2 separate regions of the Mus musculus genome follow, and region 1 is linked to region 2. Evidence: chromatin contacts called from public promoter capture Hi-C data. All regions are on one chromosome and are shown on one strand. The core of a region is the stretch at or near the end of the contact, and the rest is flanking DNA. Distances in the headings are between cores, read along the strand shown. Region 1 holds the start of Airn (antisense Igf2r RNA). Region 2 holds the start of Slc22a3 (solute carrier family 22 (organic cation transporter), member 3).

Region 1 (4,478 bases), core at 547-3,046, 230 kb before region 2:
GGGAATAGGTGGGCCCAGATATAGAATGTCACTGAGAGGTCGAGGGTACGGATATGACCGGACAGATGGCCCATCTTCCATTAGCCCCATTGTCTGCAGCTCAGACAAGCCTTGGGTTAAAGGCACTCCTTAGCACAATGGCCAACTTGATTGCATCGAATACAATGTACAGTCCCTTGCCCAGATTTGCGCTGAACCCTAGCACAACTAGGCAACATAACATGAAACCTGAATCCACTCGAAATGCGCTCTGAGGGTCCAACCCTTTGAACTCTCCCTTTGTATAGAATATGGCACCTTCATGTGCCCCTGAGCACAGCCTGGATAGTGCAGAGCCCTCTGAATCCTCCTGTCCGCTAGTGGGGCACCTTCATTTGCATGGCCAATGAGGAACCCTAATCTTGCGCAGGAGTGTGGCACCCTCATGCATAGCCAGGATAGCGCCAAACCCTGCCCTTCCCTCCGTCTCCTGCAACGCGGCACTTTTGAGCTTGCCTCTCTTGCAACGTGGCACTTTTGAGTTCATCTCTCCTGTAACATGGCACTTTTGAGCGTTGGCCCTGATCACAGAACCCTTCGAATCCTCCCCTTGTGCAGTTTGCACCCTCAGGATACCTCGGAATCCTCCGAGCCGTCTCTTCCCCTCCCCTCGCGCAACTTGGCATAACCAGAATCACAGCCCAACCGGAATCGCATTAAAACCCTCCGAACCTTTGGGCAGCGCGGCACCGGGGCTCACGCAGTGCCGCGGAACCCTCGGAACCCTGCCCTTGTGCAGCTTCGCACCCTCAGGATAGCTCGGAACCCTCTGAGCTTTCCCTTCCCTTTCCCTCACCGCAACTCAGCACAACCAAGGATCACGGCACAACCGGAATTGCTCCGAACCCTCGGGCAGCACTGCGGCGCAGTGCCGCGGAACCCTCTAAACCCTCCGAATCCCCTCCTTGTGCAGCTTTTCACCCTTAGCCTCTCTCGCAACTCGGCACAACCAGAATCGCAGCACAATTGGAGTTGTGCTAAAATCCTCTGAACGGGGGGGGGGGGGGGGGGCAGCGCACACGCCAGCACCCTGGCTCGCGCAGTGCCGCGGAACCCACCGAACCTTCCCCCTGCCCCGCAAACCGCGGATCAGGTCGTGTAGAAATCCTCCGATCTCCACCCCCCCCCCCAACTCTCCAGCAGCGTGGTGCCCTAGCGCGAACCCCTGCTCCCCTTGCGCAGCGTGGCACCCTCGTGCTCTAGATCGCCCGTAAACCCCCCCCCCCCCCAGTGCAGCAGTCGGCCCGCGCTGGACGCCCCCCTCCCTTCTCCTCTTGCTGACGCGGCATGGCGGCAGCGCGGCTTTCGGCTTTCTACCGGCCCTATCGGCCCTCGTGTAGTTCAGAACACTGGTGAGCAGTGGGGCACCCTAGTGCTGAGTTTTCTTGTAGCCCAGAAATCTTCACCCTAGCGCTGAATCTCGCGTAGGGGAACCTTTGAGCGGCCTGGAACTCTTGGTCGGAGCCCTCGAGCTGCCGGATCAGTGGAACCCTCACCTCGCGTAGAGCCCTTCCCTCCTGTGGAACCCTTCCTTTGCGGAATCCTCTAACGCGTGGAATCCTCCCCTTGCAACGGAATCCTACCCTCATCTGCAGAATCCTCCCCTCGCATTGCCGCGCTTCACGCGGGGAACCCTAGCTTACCTCAGTTCCCCAGGATGTCTGCGTGGTAACTGGCGGTGCTGTGCTTCTTGCTGCCCGCTAGAGCAAGGAGGGATAGATATAATGTTGAAGCCTCGGCAGGGGGTGGAGATTATTAAGTTCCGCCCCAACTGTGTCACTTAATCCCCCCTGCTCAGCCCAACCTCACCAGGCTTTGGCTCCTCCTCTTGCTCCAGCCTGGAGCCTGTGTTTTAGATGGCCTTACAGTCCTGGAAGTGTTTCTATAAATTGCCTGCTGAGCAGGTCAGAAAGATTTAGAGGAACACCAGAGAGACCAGATATTTCAAGCAGACTTGAATAACAGATATTACGGTTATGTTTCTTCTTCTTCTTTTTAAAAGCTGTTGTCTAATTGAGTAGTCCTTGCTTGTCTTGAACCCCGAGAGAGATACACTTCTCTTAGTCTTTCCATTGCTTGGATGCAGAGTATGCAGTGCCACTCCTGTGAAGGTTTTCCTGACCACCAAGCCACCAAAAGCATAGTTTTACAGGACATAAACAGGCAGTTCTCTTCCACACAACTCAGTTGCCAGTATTGGTTCAAAATTTGAGACTTACAGTTTATTTTAGGCACATTTAAGCAAAGCACAATTAAAAAAAAGTTCTCTGGTTTTAATTAACTCCATCCCATGTGTTCAATAAATCTTTACTTATGACTACATTGATTCTTTTGTGAGGTTCAAGTGAGTCTTCTGTATAGATAGATTCTATAGATTAAGGAAGTAGGCTCATGGGAGGAGTCTGGGGGAAGCAGGCTCATGGGAGGGGTCTGGGGCAGCTGCTGTGGCCTGGCCTTACAGAAATAGCACAGAGGTCACCAGGCTATTAACCACCCCTGCCCCCAGCCTCCTGGGCTGGAAACAGGTTATCTACTCTCCCTTTGAAGAGACAACCCTGCGTGTTTAACATTCCTGGCTTGCCTAGTGCTTATCTGTGAGAAAAGAGCCTACGTGCTTTTATGTTTGTTCATTGTGTGTTCATTCTTATCCTCTCCAAACAGGTGACTCACTTTTGAGAAGTTCAGCCAGATCACTCCTGGAATTCAACACCACTATGGGCTGCCAGCCTTCAGATTCACAGCACAGAATCCAGACTAGCATTACATTTCTGTGTGGGAAGACCCTGGTGAGTGGGGCCCTCTTCAAGCTCTTTGTTAAGAACATTTTCCCCTTCTGGTGTTCTTGTTACAGGAATTCTGATCCTGGAGGACTAAATGGTCAATTTCCCCCTCCCCCCAATTTATATTCACATCACGTCACTACCACCCAGAACCACCAACTAAATGTGTCTTAAAGATGGTGAGAATTGGAGTGAAACTTGAGTTAGGATGAATGTTAATTTTAGACCAACCTATAACCACACTATTGTGCAAATTGAGATCTTAAAGTCTGTTTGTGGCAGCATGAACCATGGAGGTCATGTTGCAGAGCAAGCTAGCTGCTGATTTACTTCTGTTGATTGTTCTTAAGAGCTTGGTGTTTACTGTAGGAGAAACAGGACTTGGAGGTGAACACCTTGGTCTTTCTCATGGGCTGGGGAAGGTAGAAGTTAACTGTTGCTCTGCAGGGGTTAACTAGAGTTAACTGGTCTGGTTGCCAGAAGGGGCTGTCTGGGGTGGGATCTGGTGCCTCTGCCCAGGCTCTGCTGCTCGTGGGCTCCTCGGGGACCTCCTTACAGGATGGATGAAGTCATACTTTCTGGCCCTGATTTTGCTGTTTTTTGGTTCAGAGACCATTTGGCTCTTGAGAAGAAGGCGAAGGATAATTTCCCATGAGTTTACTCTGCTTGTGGAATTGGGGCAGCTGGGCAGTCAGTTAGACAGGATGTCTGGAGACTCTCATCTCCCAACTTACTTTTCTGTTTGGGCGGATATTCTTGGTGAACTTGTTGAAGTAAGGCAGTTATGTTTCCTCTTGTTGCACCCTTATTTTCAGGAGATTTTACAATGTTTCAGGTTTAAAAACAAACTTGTATTACTGAGTGGTGTGTTAACATTCTTTTTTTTTTTTTTTTTTTAATAGGGAACTCCTGAATTTGTAACTGCCACAGACTGTGTGCATTACTTTGAATGGAGGACTACTGCAGCCTGCAAGAAAGACATATTTAAAGCTGATAAGGAGGTAATGGGGTTTGAGACTATTTGGTCATGAAATCTACTCTGGAGAGCTTGAAAGTCAGGGTGTGGATTCTGCTGGGGAGGAGGTGAGAGAGGGAAACCATAATCAGAATGTGTCCTGAAAATAAAAATCTATTTTTCAATAAAAGAAAAAAAGATAGAAAATTAAAACAACCTCTTACAAAGAAGGTTGTGACTTTGCGATGGAAAGATTTAAATGACTTATTACAGTCTCTTGAGGTGAGAGTTTGTTTCTGTGGATGTGAGGTTCCATTTGCACAGAGGTACCACGAGATTTAATTGTTAAAAACGTCTAGGCCAGCTTCTGGTGCACACAGCACAGCACAGCGCAGTCTGTTTTGGCTTTAGGGTTTGCCCTGCACCCCTTGGGCCCTCAGGAACCTGACTGCTTCATCTTCCTCTGTACCTGCTCCCTACCCATGAAACATCTCACTTGGATGATTCGTTCTCTGCCAGTTTCTTTTCTTTTCTTTTTTATAAAATTTATTTATTATATGTAAGTACACTGTAGCTTTCTTCAGACACCCCAGAAGAGGGCGTCAGATCTTGTTACAGATGGTTGTGAGCCATCATATGGTTGCTGGGATTTGAAATCAGGACCTTAGGAAGAGCAGTCAGTGCTCTTAACCACTGAGCCATCT
Region 2 (4,583 bases), core at 912-3,411:
CCAGAATTAACCCAGAGATATTAAAATTCAATGTGAAAAAATATAATTCAATAAAGCTATGTAAAGGCCAAGGGTGTAGTTCAGTGCAGACTACCATGTGCAAGACAGGATATCTGTATGTATGTGTGTGTGTGTGTGTGTGTGTGTGTATTTTGTGTGTATTCTGTGTGTATATGTGTATGTGTATATGTATGCTTATATGTGTGTATGTGTATATATGAATGTAACTATGTGAAGGTCTATGTGTTTATGTGGAGTCTGTATGAGTATGTATGTACATGTGTATATACGTATGTATTGTATATGTGTATGTGTGTGTATGTATGTGTGTATGAATATGGGAAAACATTTAACATCTTATTAAAACATGATTTTTATGGTAAGACACAAAAAACCAGGACTATGAAAAATGTATACTTTATTCCATCCAAATTGAGATTTCTCACAGGTAGAGAAATCAGATGTTACTCCACAGAGTAAGAAGATGACGCCAGGGTTATCACACAAGTTTATCAATGAGCAAAGCACAAAAATATACAAACAATGTCCTCCAGATCCAACAAGTCCCCAAGAAACAGAGAGAATGTAAGCAGGGGACAGAAAGAGAAGTAGGCTAGGACTTTGAAGAGCATTGAGCAATGAGAGCTTGCTTTGGAGATCAAAGGGAGCCATCAGGTGAAACGTCCAAGCTGCCTCATGGAAAGTCATCCAGCAAGATAGGCTGGCCCAGAGGGCAGAGGCCTCAGTGCCTAGAGCATCTGGCCCTCGGTGAGGGCACTGAGGGCTGATGTAAGAGCGGTGGAACATCACAAGCAGCCCAAACTTGCCACACAAACTTTTGCTAAGCACCTACTGTGCACCGCCTTTGTATAGAGGTGAAGGCCCAGAGCACATGCTCCTCACTACATGAAACGTAAGATGGGGGGGGGGCAGGGGGCGGCACAGTTGAGGTGAACAAGTGAGCAGGTGAATCTGTTAGGGATTAGCTGGGATTAGCTTGGCTTTTAAGACAAGGGGAGCTGGGGATGTGCTTGTATAGGGAAGGGGGTTGGGTATCACCGAACTTCCCAGGTGATACTAGGATTAAAGGGGTACTGGAATGCCACTGAGATTCTGAGTCTGGGGCGGGCAGGATGTGCTTGTACCAAAAGCCAGCTCAGGAGGAGGAGGTGGGCTGGAGAGGGGAGACCCAGGCTGGGGATTCAGCAGGCAGTTACAAACAGGACCAGAGGGGCGTGTGAGATATGCAGATTCAGAACACAGTGAGTGAGGAGTAGGTGGTTTGTGCGTGTACACGCATGCGTGTGTGTGTGTGTGGGGGGGTGTCGGAGGAGAGGTAGAGAGAGATGGCTGTCTTAAGCTGTATGGTTTTGGCAGTTCTTGGGCCCACCCATGGTTGCTCAGTGGCAAAGAGCATCTGTGGTGACGATTATTGAATGAAACCCTGACTACTTTTCTGGTACTATTCCTCTTGCCAATCCATTTAGTCTTCACAGAGACCCTATGAAGTAGGTGTGTTATTAGACTTATTTAAAAGATGGAAAAACTGGGGCTGGCCAGTTAGGTTTCTCAGCATCCCGAGTAGTAAGGGTGAGAGATGCTGGAGCAAGGCAGCCTGGCTCTAGCATTCTTGCTGTGGGGAAGGGGACTAAATCTGAGCCCTCTGGATCCCTTGAGAGAGTTAGCCAAGGGTGGCCGATGGCAGGAGGTGAGGACCGGAAGAAGAGCGGGGTGGAGAAATTAGAATCCGCATGTAGAGCGCGCTATCACAGGTTGCTCTGCAACCTGGCAGCTGATTGGGAACCGGCTGTGCCAAACGATAGGGACCACACATGCTATAGGCTCTGTAGATTTTTGAGGAGCAAGGAAGACACTATGATGATGAATTCAAACCAACTAAGCACCGCTGTTTTCCGGAGAGTCTGGATGCGGGGATATGCAAAGGACTTTGACTTGACTTCTCCTTTTGAACTTTGGGACTAAGCAAATCTTTTAGCCCTGTGGGCTGTCCCTCTGTCCCATTGTAACAGTCTGTCTCTGCTATTTCGCCATCATCCCACCCGGAGCTGGAGGAATGTGATGACGCAGGTGCAGGTGCAGGTGCAGGTATGAAACTCTGTTCCTGGAGCTAGCTGACTGTCACTTTGAGAGCACAGTGGCTTGGGCCCCTGCAGCCTAAGAGTACTGGAGGCTATTCCTGGAGTCTTCAGAGTCCTGAGTCCAGCGAGTCTGGGTGATCCTGGAACTCAGTGAACTCTGACTTGGGGTGTCCCTTTAGGGCAGGCTACAGGTCAGGGCCCTTGGTGCACAGTGACACTACTGTGAAACCACCCCAATCCGCTCTCCGGGTTTACTCCGGTCCCGGGCGCGCACGGGCAGGAGGCCGGGAGCTTGGAACGGGAGGAGCAGCCCGGGGCGGGCTGCCAGGGCGAGCAAGCGAGCGAGGCGGGGGCGGCGGGTGCAGAGCTACGGGCGGCGGCGCCCGCGGGTCACTCTCAGGCCGGGCAGCAGCGACAGGGCGCAGGGTAGCAGGGCGCACCATGCCCACGTTCGACCAGGCACTGAGGAAGGCGGGCGAGTTCGGGCGCTTCCAGCGGCGCGTGTTCCTGCTGCTGTGCCTGACGGGTGTCACCTTCGCCTTCCTCTTCGTCGGTGTGGTCTTCCTGGGCAGCCAGCCCGACTACTATTGGTGTCGCGGGCCGCGCGCCACCGCGCTGGCCGAGCGCTGCGCCTGGAGCCCCGAGGAGGAGTGGAACCTCACCACACCGGAGCTCCACGTCCCAGCTGAGCGCCGCGGCCAAGGCCACTGCCACCGCTACCTGCTGGAAGCCACTAATACCAGCTCAGAGCTCAGCTGCGACCCACTCACTGCCTTCCCCAACCGCTCCGCGCCTCTGGTGTCCTGCAGCGGTGACTGGCGCTATGTGGAGACCCACTCTACCATCGTCAGCCAGGTAAGCCTGACTCTGTGCACCATCTCCTGTCATACAGCCAGTGTTAAGAAGGTAGTGACAAAGGTCTGGAGACTAGGTCCCTGGAGTCTTCATGACTTAGAGACCCCACCACCTTTGGGGACCATGATTTCAAGTGCTGCCTTGCAAATCCTGGGAAAGCCTTTATTTATGTCCCTGTCCTAAGGAGCGGGCTAAGAGATGATCTGGCCTTAGGTAAAAAGGAAAACTTTCCTAGAAGCCAACTTGGAGAAGCTTCGTATGCACCTGCCTCCACGGTTGTCACTGAGATATGTTGGCACAGTGGTTGGAGATTATGGCTGGGGAGTTCTCTGCCTTCGGGCGGGTGGGGTTCGACTACATTGGCATGCCTGGGTTGGCTTTTCTCCAGGGAGCACAGGAGAGGGGGTTATCGACTTTGGATTCTTGAAGACAGTGCAACTTCTTTCCAGTGTCCAAATGATTATCTGGCATGTAGGGGACAAAGGTCGAGGCTCTCCCGGGCAATAATTTTGGTAAAACTGCTTTGGGGACAAAGAGCAGCAATTTAAGAGAAGTCAGGAAAGCTGGAATAATATTGGTCAAGAGTTTGTGTTTTTTCCTGCTAGTAAATTATAGGAAGGCAGCAGGAGGGGGCATCTTCCCCCGTTTACTCTGGTGGCTGCTGGAGCCTGGGGGTTGGAGGGGAGGAGAAGAGGAGGCGGGGGTGGGCAATCCCTGTGCTCTTGGGGGATCTCCCTCACTCAGACCCTAACTGATTCTGCATCCTCCCACACGGTGAGTGGTGAGGCTGTGAGCTTTCACTTTTTAAGTCAGTTCAGAAACTGCTTTCAGAGGCACCTGGTCCACAGAGGAACCATTTGGCTGAGTTTTACCTATCGTCATAGCTCTACTTAACCTTTGTAAGATGACTGAGTGTACTCAGGTAAATGGAGAAAGAAACTCGTTTGTCTCTAACTTAGTTCTTGTCCAAAACACCTGTTTAGATAACAAGGGAAACATGCTATCAGGAGCAGAAACGCCCCTTCTGTAAGGACACAGCTCCGTGAAGCGGTTCTTTCTAGTAAGGCCATATGTGGGCGTGGTAGCCTACTCAGTAAAATCCCAAAGTCCTTGTCTCAAAAAATAAGACATTGCCCCTGACTTCCACATGCACACATATGTGTGAACACATCAGAATATGTGCACCCTCATCCAATGTGCATGCATGTATGGGTGCATGCATATACTATATTAAAAAGTGAACATTAAAGGAATAACCTTCAAAAACAAAATGCACACCCACCCTAGAAAGGTTGGCATGACCATGACTGAAGGTGATCTTTGGGTATCCAAGAAGAGGATCATAGATATCTGTGAGCAAATACTCTGGCAGGTGCTTCAGGAATATGCTGAAGTTCCAGGGCCGATAGGACGTTGTCAGAGTGAGTAACCATCCTCACACACGGTGCAGAGTAGCGTGAAGTCAGGAAATGGTCCTGACAGGGTCTCTAGGGAGCTATGTGGCTTCTGTCTATCATTTAACTCTTCCATCCTGTGCATGCCATTATTGTCATTGGCAGGTGACAGACAGCTCAGTGTGCACAGAACAATGGCCAGACTTCTTCAGGGGGCAAACAGAAGTGTGACTTA

What was found. Promoter capture Hi-C pulls out the DNA fragments that hold promoters and counts their contacts.
Region 1: a contact with region 2 is called in a promoter capture Hi-C map of embryonic stem cells, with 15 read pairs. The contact joins the promoter of Airn here to the promoter of Slc22a3 in region 2. A contact is called at or near these places in 1 of 39 promoter capture datasets (embryonic stem cells) and 1 of 484 Hi-C or Micro-C datasets (the G1E-ER4 cell line).

The regions. Positions count from the first base shown.
Region 1 is chr17:12,738,629-12,743,106 of GRCm38.p6, reverse strand. It overlaps Airn (antisense Igf2r RNA), which reads right to left and starts at 1,796. Exons shown (of 3, transcript NR_027773.1): 1 at 1,683-1,796. It overlaps Igf2r (insulin-like growth factor 2 receptor), which reads left to right. Exons shown (of 48, transcript NM_010515.2): 3 at 2,701-2,825; 4 at 3,722-3,820.
Region 2 is chr17:12,505,282-12,509,864 of GRCm38.p6, reverse strand. Slc22a3 (solute carrier family 22 (organic cation transporter), member 3) reads left to right here and starts at 2,161. Exons shown (of 11, transcript NM_011395.2): 1 at 2,161-2,954. The coding sequence starts at 2,541.